Linked DNA regions of Ovis aries: region 1 is linked to region 2. The links are chromatin contacts, called in public Hi-C maps. All regions are on one chromosome and are shown on one strand. Each heading gives the region's core, a stretch centred on a gene start, on an enhancer-like site or on the middle of the called end of the contact. The rest is flanking DNA. Distances are from core to core; before and after follow the strand shown.

What was found. A called contact is a pair of places that touch in the nucleus more often than the background predicts.
Region 1: a Hi-C map of liver shows a contact between it and region 2, with 5 times the contacts expected there. The contact joins two enhancer-like sites. A contact is called at or near these places in 13 of 16 Hi-C or Micro-C datasets (blood, hypothalamus, liver and 6 more).

Annotation. Positions count from the first base shown.
Region 1 is chr10:53,481,118-53,486,433 of ARS-UI_Ramb_v3.0, reverse strand. It overlaps SLAIN1 (SLAIN motif family member 1), which reads right to left. Exons shown (of 8, transcript XM_042254965.2): 6 at 1,720-1,875. Among named protein-coding and RNA genes, the nearest start is that of SLAIN1, 45 kb to the right of the region's middle. Within about 2 kb of position 2,508, at least 9 of the 54 cell types and tissues checked have an H3K27ac peak or open chromatin away from gene starts, as enhancers often do.
Region 2 is chr10:53,339,590-53,345,522 of ARS-UI_Ramb_v3.0, reverse strand. SCEL (sciellin) reads right to left here. Exons shown (of 33, transcript XM_060394163.1): 11 at 4,252-4,317; 12 at 2,005-2,064. Among named protein-coding and RNA genes, the nearest start is that of TRNAR-CCU, 9.8 kb to the left of the region's middle. Within about 2 kb of position 2,267, at least 4 of the 54 cell types and tissues checked have an H3K27ac peak or open chromatin away from gene starts, as enhancers often do.

The DNA.
Region 1 (5,316 bases), core at 1,259-3,758, 140 kb before region 2:
CTGTGGCTCAATCTGTGGCAGGTTTGGTCTCTAGTAGTTTCATTAAGTTGTTTCCTATATCCTTTTGACATGCTCTTTCATCATTTTTTCAGGACTTCCATCAAGATTTTCCATTGTTTGTAGGGTATGTTCTATTTTGGGTTACTTTGATTTTTCTGGCACTCAAACTGTACTACTGATCCACATTGAATTAGAGCTCAAAAAACTCCTAAGCATTACCCTAGTTGCTACTGTGACTACTGTATTTCCCCTTTCTATGTTTATACTGTTGACTTTTATACTCAAGCACAGAACTTCTAACTCAGTTAAATTTCATCATGATGTATCTGGCCACCTGTCCTAACCTCCTGACATAAAATTAGAAAGCAGCCCTCAGTTTCCCACCATTAGTTCCTAGGCTATCTTCTGTGTCTTTACACAGGCCTTTAATTCAAATATTAACAGATGAAGCCCTAAGATCCAGCCCTACAGCGTTCATTTACACATTTGTTCAAACATCTCCTGAGAGCTATGGTCGACGCCCAGGAAAAGCCAATAAGCTAGTATGGAAGATAAACATAATGGCAGTCAAGTGTGACACACAGAGCGACGCAAGCAGCGACCGGAAACCTGACCCGTTCTCAGCATGTTCTGGAGGTACCTGGGGTAGTGTATCAGGGGCACCAAGGCGTCTGCTGGGTGGAAGCTGAAGACATCTGGTTGACAGTGCTTGGCCACACACTTGGCCTTCCAGGTCTGGGCACATCCGTACTGGGCCTGTGGCCTTGAATCTGCCTCCCAGGGGTCAATCTTGGACTTAACCCTGACTACCCATACAAGTCAGAGAAGGCAATGGCACTCCACTCCAGTACTCTTGCCTGGAAAATCCCATGGACGGAGGAGCCTGGTAGGCTGCAATCCATGGGGTGGCTAAGAGTCAGACACGACTGAATGACTTCACTTTCACTTTTCACTTTCATGCATTGGAGAAGGAAATGGCAACCCACTCCAGTGTTCTTGCCTAGAGAATCCCAGGGATGGCAGAGCTTGGTGGGCTGCCGTCTATGGGGTTGCACAGAGTCGGACACGACTGAAGCGACTTAGCAGTAGCAGCAGCAGCAGCAACCCATACAGGCAGCATGGGTTGGGGGTGGGGAACCTGGAGCCAAGACATCCCCACACAAAGTGAGAACACAAAACACTAGACTGTGCTGTCACCATGCTCCTCATCACTGGGTAAAACACACAGAGAATGAAAGGCTGTGGGCAAACTGCAATGGGGCAGCTAAATCCTACTCTTCAGTCACACTAGAACAGAACTGCATTTGCCCTGGGAAAGCTATGGACTGATGCAAAACAAGACCACGGTAAGAGCTGGACAGAAGAGCTGTGCTTTCCTCTGAGTAAACATATCAAGTGCACAGCTAGAAAGAAGCAGGACTGCGCAGAAAACATTTTTGTATGATGAGCAGAGAGATCAATCACCATTCAGGGCTTCTACTTCTATCCTTAAGTATAAAGGCTAACATAATTTGCTAATTATTAATTGGTAACATATAATTTGCTAATTATTAACAGGCACCAGTGAAAATACTTCTTAATGGTGAAATACAAAATAAAAGTCACAAGGATAAAGGTTTCCTGTAGTGTTCAGAGAAAGAAAGAAAAATGAAATAGTAAGATATTTTCCTAATGGTGTTATAACTAACTGAAAATTACCAAAAAATCTGTCATACTTACTACAAGACTGTATTCTTGAAAGTCCATTTGCAGCTCCATGCAAGCTTGAGTCAAAACTCTGACTATTCCGCACGGTGACTGGAGAACTCCCGTTGCTACTAACAGTGGTTGTACTTGGCATCCGAGCTAGGTTAGGCATACTTCTTCGGAGCTTGTCTAGAAAAGTATTTTACTGTGTTAAAAAAAAATCACTACTTTTATGCTGATTAAGACACTAGATTTCAAAAGTAAATACAAAGAGAAATCATATTTTGTTCAATGACAAACAAATTATCACACGTGTTATGAACTCTAAGAAGCTAACTGATTATCCCTCGTATAGGGAGACACTTAATGTCTTCAGAAAGGCTCCACCAAACAAACAGCTAATGGAAAGCATTTGTTCTTTAAAAAAGGGAGGGATTAGCTAGTCAATTAGCTGTCTGTTCTTAGATAAAATTATATCAAAATGAGGTTAGACAATAATCTTACAGCCATTAACATAAAAAAAAAACCTACAAATTGTTACATATTAGTTACAAAAAAAAAAAAAAAACACCTAGAGGTGTCAAACCAACTATTACTGAAACTTCTGCTAGAACATCAAAAAGGAAGAAATTCTTAAAATTCTACCTTGAGATGTTTTGAGATAGCCACTCATCACATCAACATGATCACATTAACTTCTAGGAAGTTTTAAGGGTCACGAGTATGCCACCAAATCTTTGGAGACTTCAAACACTTCCCTTTCTTTTTCTTGCTGAATACACCTTCTACCACCAAGAGGCAGCAGAGGGTAAGCCACGCACAGACCTCAGTGAATTTTAATTCAGCCACTAAGCATCTGAGCCTGTACGCACACACAAGACTGTAGCTCTACAATGTAGACAGTTTCCTCTTTATTAATACCATGCCCACAAGCTAACGTATATATATCAGGTCATTCAAGCTCAGAAAACAGATATATTTGAATACTAAGCAAAAACTCATTCAAGGACAAACCTGATTCCTTTTTCTCTCCTTCACACAGACACAGCTCCATCTCCATCTCTTAGATCCCTGAAGTCACCTATCTAAAAAGGGGTGTTATCTTCCAAGTTTCACCTCCCTTCCTCGTCCTCAACTCCAAGTCCCGTCAATTCTGCCTCGTAAATATTTAGCACATCTCCCTCTAGCACCTTAGCACAGACCTCATTATCTGTCATCCACATTTTCACAAAATCCTCTTAACGGGTTTCTGTGCACCCTGTCTGTTCCTCCCCACCGTCCATACACCTGGTGACTTCCAGCCACTTCCTAAAACCGTCCAATCACGCCCCTTCCCCTTCCTCTGAAAGCCCAAGCTCCTGGGCTGAGCAAAGACCCTTCCAAGGTGTGGTCCCTGCAGACCTCTCCACCCTCACCTCCTGCTGCCCCTGCCTCACAGCCTGCTTGCCAACCCGAGTGAACCACAGAGTTTCCAAATACTTCACGTGTTCCTGCATCCATGAGCATGCTGGTCCTTCCTCTTGGACACCATTCCTCACTTCGTAGAATGAATGAATGCATATTTATGCCATACAGTGGGCTTCCCTTATGGCTCAGCTGGTAAAGAACGTGCCTGCAATGTGGGAGACCTGGTTCGATCCCTGCGTTGTGAAGAGCCCCTGGAGAAGGAAACGCTATCCACTCCCCATTCTGACCTGGAAAATTTCATGGACTGCATAGTGCATGAGGTCACAAAGAGTCAGACATGACTGAGCAACTTTCACTGACTCGTGGTATACAGTGTGTTAGACAGGTGAGTTTCCAACTCTCAATGGGATTATAGTCTAGACCATTATTTCTCGATCCTTTATTCTATTATCCATCTTTGGGGGTCCATTAAGGAATAAAGGCAGCAGCCAGTTACCCACCAAACATCTCAAGCTAGCCTTCCCGTCAATACAGGTCCTCAGACTAACACCACCATGTAGCTGACTGCCCTCCTCCCCCCACAAAATCCTAAAAATTACAGTTAGCAAATGTTCTGTAAGATTTAATTATTTCTCATTCCTAGCAAACTACTCCAAATACAGTAGTCCCTCCCTTTCTTATCAGCAGGTGATACGTTTCAAGACCCTCGGGAATGCCTGAATCCATCAATAGTATTAATACATAGTACTGAACTTTGTAAAGCTTGCCTGGTGGCTCAGATGGTAAAGTATATGCCTGCAGTGCAGGAGACCCAGATTCAATCCCTGGGTTGGGAAGATCCCCTGGAGAAGGGAATGGCAACCCACTCCAGCATTCTTGCCTAGAGAATCCCATGGACAGAAGAGTCTGGCCGGCACAGTCACGGAGTCGCAAAGAGTCAGACGCAACTGAGTGGCTAACACACACACTGAACAGGATGCTTTTCCTACACAGGCACTGACAGGCAGGTAGTATACAGAGCCTGGATACACCTGACAAAGGGAGGACTCGCGTCCCACCTGGGACACAGCAGGAAGGCACAAGATTTCCTCACAGTACTCAGGACAACGCACACTTTAAAACTTACAACTGTGTATTTCTGGAATTTTTCCATTTAACATTTTCAGACTGCAGATGACCATGGGTGACCGAGGTAAGTCACAGGTAAAGAGGGACTACTGAGTGCTCCTTTTAATCCCATGAACCCCAGAAATATTCCAAGGACTTTGAAGAGCCATCCCTTTTGAACCCAGGCAGTGTAGGAGCTATGGAAATGGTGAAGTATTAACACACACTTCTGTTTTTAATTAAATTAGATCAGTATTATAACAATTGTTTTCTTCCATCTATATTATTTTAATAATTTAGAAAAATAATTGATAGATTAGTTTCCAAGTTACAACTCTTATTCTACAGTTTTGTTTAAATAATACTGTGGTAACAAATGAAGGTTCAGATATCTGAGCCATATCAATAAAAGTTTAAAAAAAAAGTGGAGATGAGGAAACAACCTTTACTTTTTTAGCACTTTTAACTTTTTCAGAAATTTTTGTTCCGGGTGAAATAGTCATAGTTTCCTTGATTCCTTATAACAAACTTAGGTTAAAGGATTACATGTTACATAAAGGAGAACGTATATCAGATGACTTGATGTCCAACTATACCTGAGTTATTTGTCTACATTTTGCAACCAAATGAATGAAAACTCAGAGACATGGAAAGACAGGGAAAAAGTATAAGTGGTAGGCCAGGCTGGCAACTCAGCATCTACCAGCCTTCAGGGCTTATGTGCTCAGCCATCAAGTTGATCTGCCCGAAGTTCAATCCAGAGAACAGCTGTTATCTTCCATTTCCTTTGCATGCAGAGACCAGCCCTTTTAGAGAAATAAAACTACCACAGTCAGACACTAGGCTGAGATATGTTTCCATTTTCCTAATAGGAACCATCATAACACAGGTTTAGGTAAACCCAATCGGTTTCATAATGGTGTTGAATGTAAGTTAACACCACTTTTCTGAGGGGGAACAATGATCCCACTGATAATACTAATCAAGATGCAGGGAGCATCTGCTGGATAGGCAGGATGTGACCAAAAAAAAAAACCCTTCACGGGAACAACTCTGGGTGCGCTCTCCCACAGTTTTAATGATCCAGTAGTTACTGTCTTTGATATAAGCTTAAAT
Region 2 (5,933 bases), core at 1,018-3,517:
TCCACAAGAAAATTAGCATAGATCATGAAAAGACACTCTGTGGGAAATTAAGTAAAATGGGGACTGCATTGTGAATGAAGAAGCTGAGCTTTAAAAATGGCATCCAGTTGATGAAAGCTTGGATATTAAGTTTTACCACTGCATTTGCAATAAACTAAATGCTCTTAGTCAGATAGGAGTAATAGTCCATTTCCCAAAGGAGTATTACAAAGCAACTCAGATAAAAATAAAAGCTATATTGAGTCCCTACATATAGCCCAGAGCATCAGACATTTCCCCTGGTCCCCATCAAAGTTGCAGCTTCTTCCTGTAAAGAACGTGTCTGGCTGTGGAATTTGTGTATCCTGGTGAGGAAGAGGGGACAGGAAAGCTAATCCAACTGAAGCTCTCACTGTTTTTGTTTGACTGGTGCCAAACCGTAATTGCCCTTCGGCATCACTCACCTATCTTTCCCTTAAACAGCTGTCAAAAAATTACCCAGTCCAAAAAACTGTTCAATCCCCGTAAAAATATTACCTCAAACAAAAATAAATAAATAAAATGAGAAATCTAGATACATAGACAACGGAAGAAATGAAAATGAAAAATTTAGGATATTTTCCACTGTCTCTTTCCAAATTTAGACTGTGTCCATTAGTTGCAGAGAAGAGCTCACCGTCACTTCTGTGACTTCTCTTCAGGTCTTTGAGCTGGCAGTCCTAACAACCCTCTTAGCACTGCTAACTTCCACTGAACAAGGGAAAAATTCTGTAGGCACAGGATTAAACCACGGAATGCTTATACCCAAGGTTTTCTCACTGCTCAGCATTGTCTTACCATTATCCACTATATAAACACTTCTGCTTTGCACAAAGCATTGTGTTAGCCTTTGTAGATGGCAGATGGTGAGAAAGACAAAATATCTGCTCTAGGAGATTAAAGAGATAACAAAGAAGATGAGACATTTACATAAATACCACAAGACAATACTAAATATGATTAGCTGCTATGTAACTTGAATAATAGGATTCTAATCACTTAAGGAGGCAAAAGTCACATCTCACTGGGTCACTCACTTGGAAAAGACCTCACAGAGGTGTTGGTATCTGATCTGGATCTTGAAAAATGGGTAGAACTTGAATGTATTGATATGGTGGCCTTGAGGCTGGAAAAGCCCTCATGAATAGAATGGTATAAACAAAGGCAGAGGCTCTGGAAACTTCAGAAAGGAAGTGGTTTAATTTGGTATTGAATGTAGGATAAATGCATTGGTGAAGTCCAAAATTTCTAAGGAATGTTAGGTCAGAGCCAGGTTAACAAGGGCATTGCATGAAGTTATATGCAATTGACTAGGCCGTGGGAAGCCAAGTGGAGTGATTTTTCAAGTAGAATCATAGAAAGAAAACTCCAGCAGTGATGGGTAGTGATGGTCTAGTGGAAGAAGAGACTGGAGGAGTGTCAGTCAATCTGAATAGCTACTCTGATAACCTGTGATGGAACCAATGAGGGTTTGAACTGGGTGAGACCATGGGGGTGTGCAGGGCACTTTAGACATTTAATCCATACATGCCTGATACTACGCAGAGGGGTCAAGATGGAAGAATCAAAAATGATTCCAGAAAGGTGAGCTTGCCTGAATGAAAGAACACAGAGAAGATAGGAAATACCGCATTTGGGGAGGAAGTTGACAATAACCTAGGGCATTCTATAGGGGGGTGCTGGGGAGATGGGTAAACACAGATCCGGGTCAGAACATAAATTCAGGATGGGGGTTTGGAGCAAGGTCACCACCATGAGCATCACTCCACAGAAGAGAAAGCGGAGAGAGAAGAATGTCCATCAGTGTCAGTATTACCCATTTCTCAGGAACTCTAATCTAGAGACTGACTCTTTCTTCCTTCAAATTATATATAATGAGCAGCATCAGGATTTCGTTCATATTTGGAAGATTTAAAGGTACTGGCTAAGCATTTTTGAAACAGAGAGAGAAGAAAAATGCAAGTTCAAAACCTCTTGAGCACTCACCCCTTGTTAGTTTTCTGAAGCGAAGTGGCCACTTTGACAATGTTCTCCAGATCCTGACTCCTTCAAACAATGAAAAATAAACTCATGTCAATGACAACTGAGCTATGCTTAAAGGAACTAAAGTATCTGTGTTCAGTGAAGAAAGCAAAGTCCGTATGTTATCAGAAATCACTGACTTTATCTGAATAACAACAGCCTATCCCATCAGCTCACAGCACTCACACACTCGCACTCGTGCACGCCGGTCACTCCACCCAGGCATTGCCTCTGCCACCTAGTGCTCACTGAAACAATTACAGTTTCTCCTAAAGACGTGTATCGGCTATGTGCAAGTTACATACTTAAAAAGGATACGGGGGAAAAATTGAATTAACTGCACAAGTAAACACAAAGTATGTTCAGAAGTTTTTCTATCAACCATAGAACATTATAATGTCATTGAGCATACATTATACATAACATTATAATGACACTGAGTATACATCCTTGGGCTTCCCTTGTGGCTTAGATGGTAAAGAATCCACATGCCAATATGGGAGAACTGGATTCGATCCCTGGGTCAGGAAGATCCCCTGGAGAAGGGAATGGCAACCCACTCCAGTATTCTTGCCTGGAGAATCCCATGCACAGAAGAGCGTGGCAGGCTACCACTCACGGGGGCACAAAGAGCTGGACGCGACGGAGCGACTAACAGTTTCAGTTTTCAAGGAACATTGAGCAACATATTCAGAAGATCAATCAACCCCCTATATGAAGTGAACGTATCTGTCTTCTTAGGCTTCCAAAGGGAAAGAAAGCACATTTAATACTGTAGGGTATGTGGAATCACCTGACATGTAATGGACTTAAATCGCCAGGTCATGAAAAGGAATAATTTTAGGTTTACCTGAATTGAGACCTGTGTTTCATAAACAATACTGTATAGAAAGTTAACAGAGTTCCATGAAGAAAGAATTTTGGAGTCAAGTAAACTGAGGAAACATAACTGACTTTTAGAGATTTGGACTGTACATACACGCACACTGAAGGCTCTGGAAATTCATGATCGAGAACCCTATTCTCCTGTGTTTCCTAAATGTGTTGTCCTTTAAATGTCTCTTTCCCAGAACATTCATTGATATCTTGTGGTACATGGGACATACTGTAGAACATGCTGTACCTTAAGCCTGTAGGTACAAGGTATTCCCCCCAAAGGTAAGGTATCTGCGTGACATAAGTCTAAGCATCACAGGGGATAATAAAGAGAAAAAAAAACATACATAAAATTTTGCACTTTGAACAATGTTTTCAATTTAAAAAATTGTTTAAAATAAAGATTTATTATAATGGTAAATTAAGCTAGGCTTCCCAGGTGGCTCTAGTGGTAAAGAACTTGCCTGCCAATGCAGCTAGACATAAGAGACATGGGTTTGATTCCTGGGTTGGGAAGATCCCCTGGAAAAGGGAATGGCAACCCACTCCAGTATTCTTGCCTGGAGAAACCCATGGACAGAGGAACCTGGAGGGCTACAGTCCATGGGGTCGCAAAGAGTCAGACACAACTGAAGCGACTTATCCCACATGCACAAGATGGTAAATTACTGCTGTGTTTTTTACCATTAAAAAAAAAAAAAGCTGGTTTATCATATTGGTTGACTTATAAAATAACATTGTTCAAAAACTAATTTCAAAATAGTATTTTTTCAAATAAATAAATAAAGATACATCTAAAGCAAATACTAAACTAGATGGGATGTTTAAGACAATAGGTGTAAACCAGGACTGTCATGGGGAAATCTTAGTCAAAAGCATCAGTACAATTTGTAAGCCTTTTATTGATGGTGCAGGAGAAGCTCAGTGACCTTATCATACAGCCAATTCCAAGCAAAGGTTTTGTAGACATTCAATCAGATGACTGTATTTCCACCTATTCCCTTACACATCAACGCCAGCTATATCATAGACTCTGGGACAAGTGTTAGGAATAAAGAGAGATTTTCCTTTCTTAAGGGGTTTGATCTTATTCTGTTATCATATTCAGGGAATTTTGGTTGTTCTTAATGTAATACTAAGAAATAGCAATAAAAGGAATAAAATTCTCTAAGTACATATACAATGATTTATTACCCACTATTGAAGTCAGCTGGAAAACTGATTTTGTCCGTTTTATTAATTTCATGTATGTTTCAGTGTTCTAATAAAGCATACTTTATCATTTATACAATTAAATAAATATAAATATAGAGATATCAGGATAGATCATTGTACCTTATACTTCTTTCAGCAGATCTGTTGGCTTCTGTATATACGCTTGGTTTAGCTGGATATATCTGCCTATATTTTTCAAATTAAAGATAATGTCTGTTAGGTAAGAAAACACTTCTCTGTTAAATTTAAATTTATGAGAAAACATTTACATTCAAAGAGATGAAAGTGTGCTTGCTGGAATAATAGCTCTATGGAAATAAACTTCTAAATATGTTCATGTTCATTTATTTTAGTTTTCAGTCATCAATAAAGCAATTATCTTTATTAGATAAAAACACTTATCTCAATTAGATAATGGTAAAATGTTTTTAAATAGTAAAAATCATGTTTTGTTAGGTGTCAGAGGAACATCTTTTTCTCAAAGACTCATCCCATTTGAATACTATCATAAAATATATTTGCTCAGATAATATGGTAAACACTTTCCTTTTTCCAGCACACCCACTACATTAGGAATGACCACACTGAGCTGTTAGAATTAAATTTTACAATGTTAGGTTCTGTGACAATTTGTGGTATAAGGCTTTTCTCGGCTTTTTTTCTAAGTATCTAATTGACCTACTTACACATTCTTGCTTGTTCTCAAGAAACTAAATTCGACTATTTTTTGTACTCCTGAGGACATGTGTTAATTACAGAGGAAACACTTCCCTTTCATATTCTTTCATTAAAATCATCTTGCTGTGATTAAAGTAATCAGGGTTTAAAACATGCAAGTTGTCCTCATTTTATATTTAAGATCATTTGTGGAAGAAATAAATTAGAGTAGTAAAAACAGATTAGACCAGTTCTGATGAAATTTAGCTTCTTTTGAATCTATTCAATTCACTGCTCTAAAATCTAATGTTTTGAATTCAGGACGTACTAACACCAACTTTTTTTAGCCCTCTAAAAAATCCTATTCATATTAATATTAAATTGCTCAATATTGCCAAAGTAAAAGGAAAAATAATATAAGATAGAAAGCCTGAAAAGTTATTTTCAAGTGTATAACCATTGCGCAGATTAGAAGTCATAAATCTGGCCTATATTTTTCATTAATTTAAGGAAGAAGAATTTTTTTAACATTAAAAAAAAATTATCCTGTCCTCCTAAGGACAAAATTTCAAAGATCCTGTGACATTTCAGTGAATAGAAATTCAGACCTGAGTTTTTAACACATTAGGTTGAATGCCTAAAGTTACACAGCCCTGTCACGCAATTAGCATTTTCTTGTCAAAGTTATCCTCTTAATAAAGAATAGTTTTCCAATAGTCCTACATGTTGTCAAAAAAAATCACCATCAAAAAGTTAAAATACAAAAGAATCAAAGGCAGGCCATCAAGCAAGTCTAATGCATTCAGTCTTCACTGGGACATCATTTTAAAAAATCTCTCAACAATAATGGAAATGTGCTGTGTAGGTCTTGGAAAATAGCTTGAGATTAGTAAACTGTTTAACAGCAACACATGGGGAGGTGCTCAGATCTCCAAATTAGTCTCTAAGTATTTGTTTCTAAGTATTAATTAGAGAGCACTGGAGTTTCAAAATGGAAAAGCAAGTCTGTCTTTTTTTTGTTGTTGATTTGGACGCAAGGTAATTATAATATTTTTCAAAATTTGTTATAGCTTTTAAATAAGTTATGAATGTCTCAATAAGACTAAAGAACTACCCAAAGGCATTTTCTAACAAAAAGGAGGGTT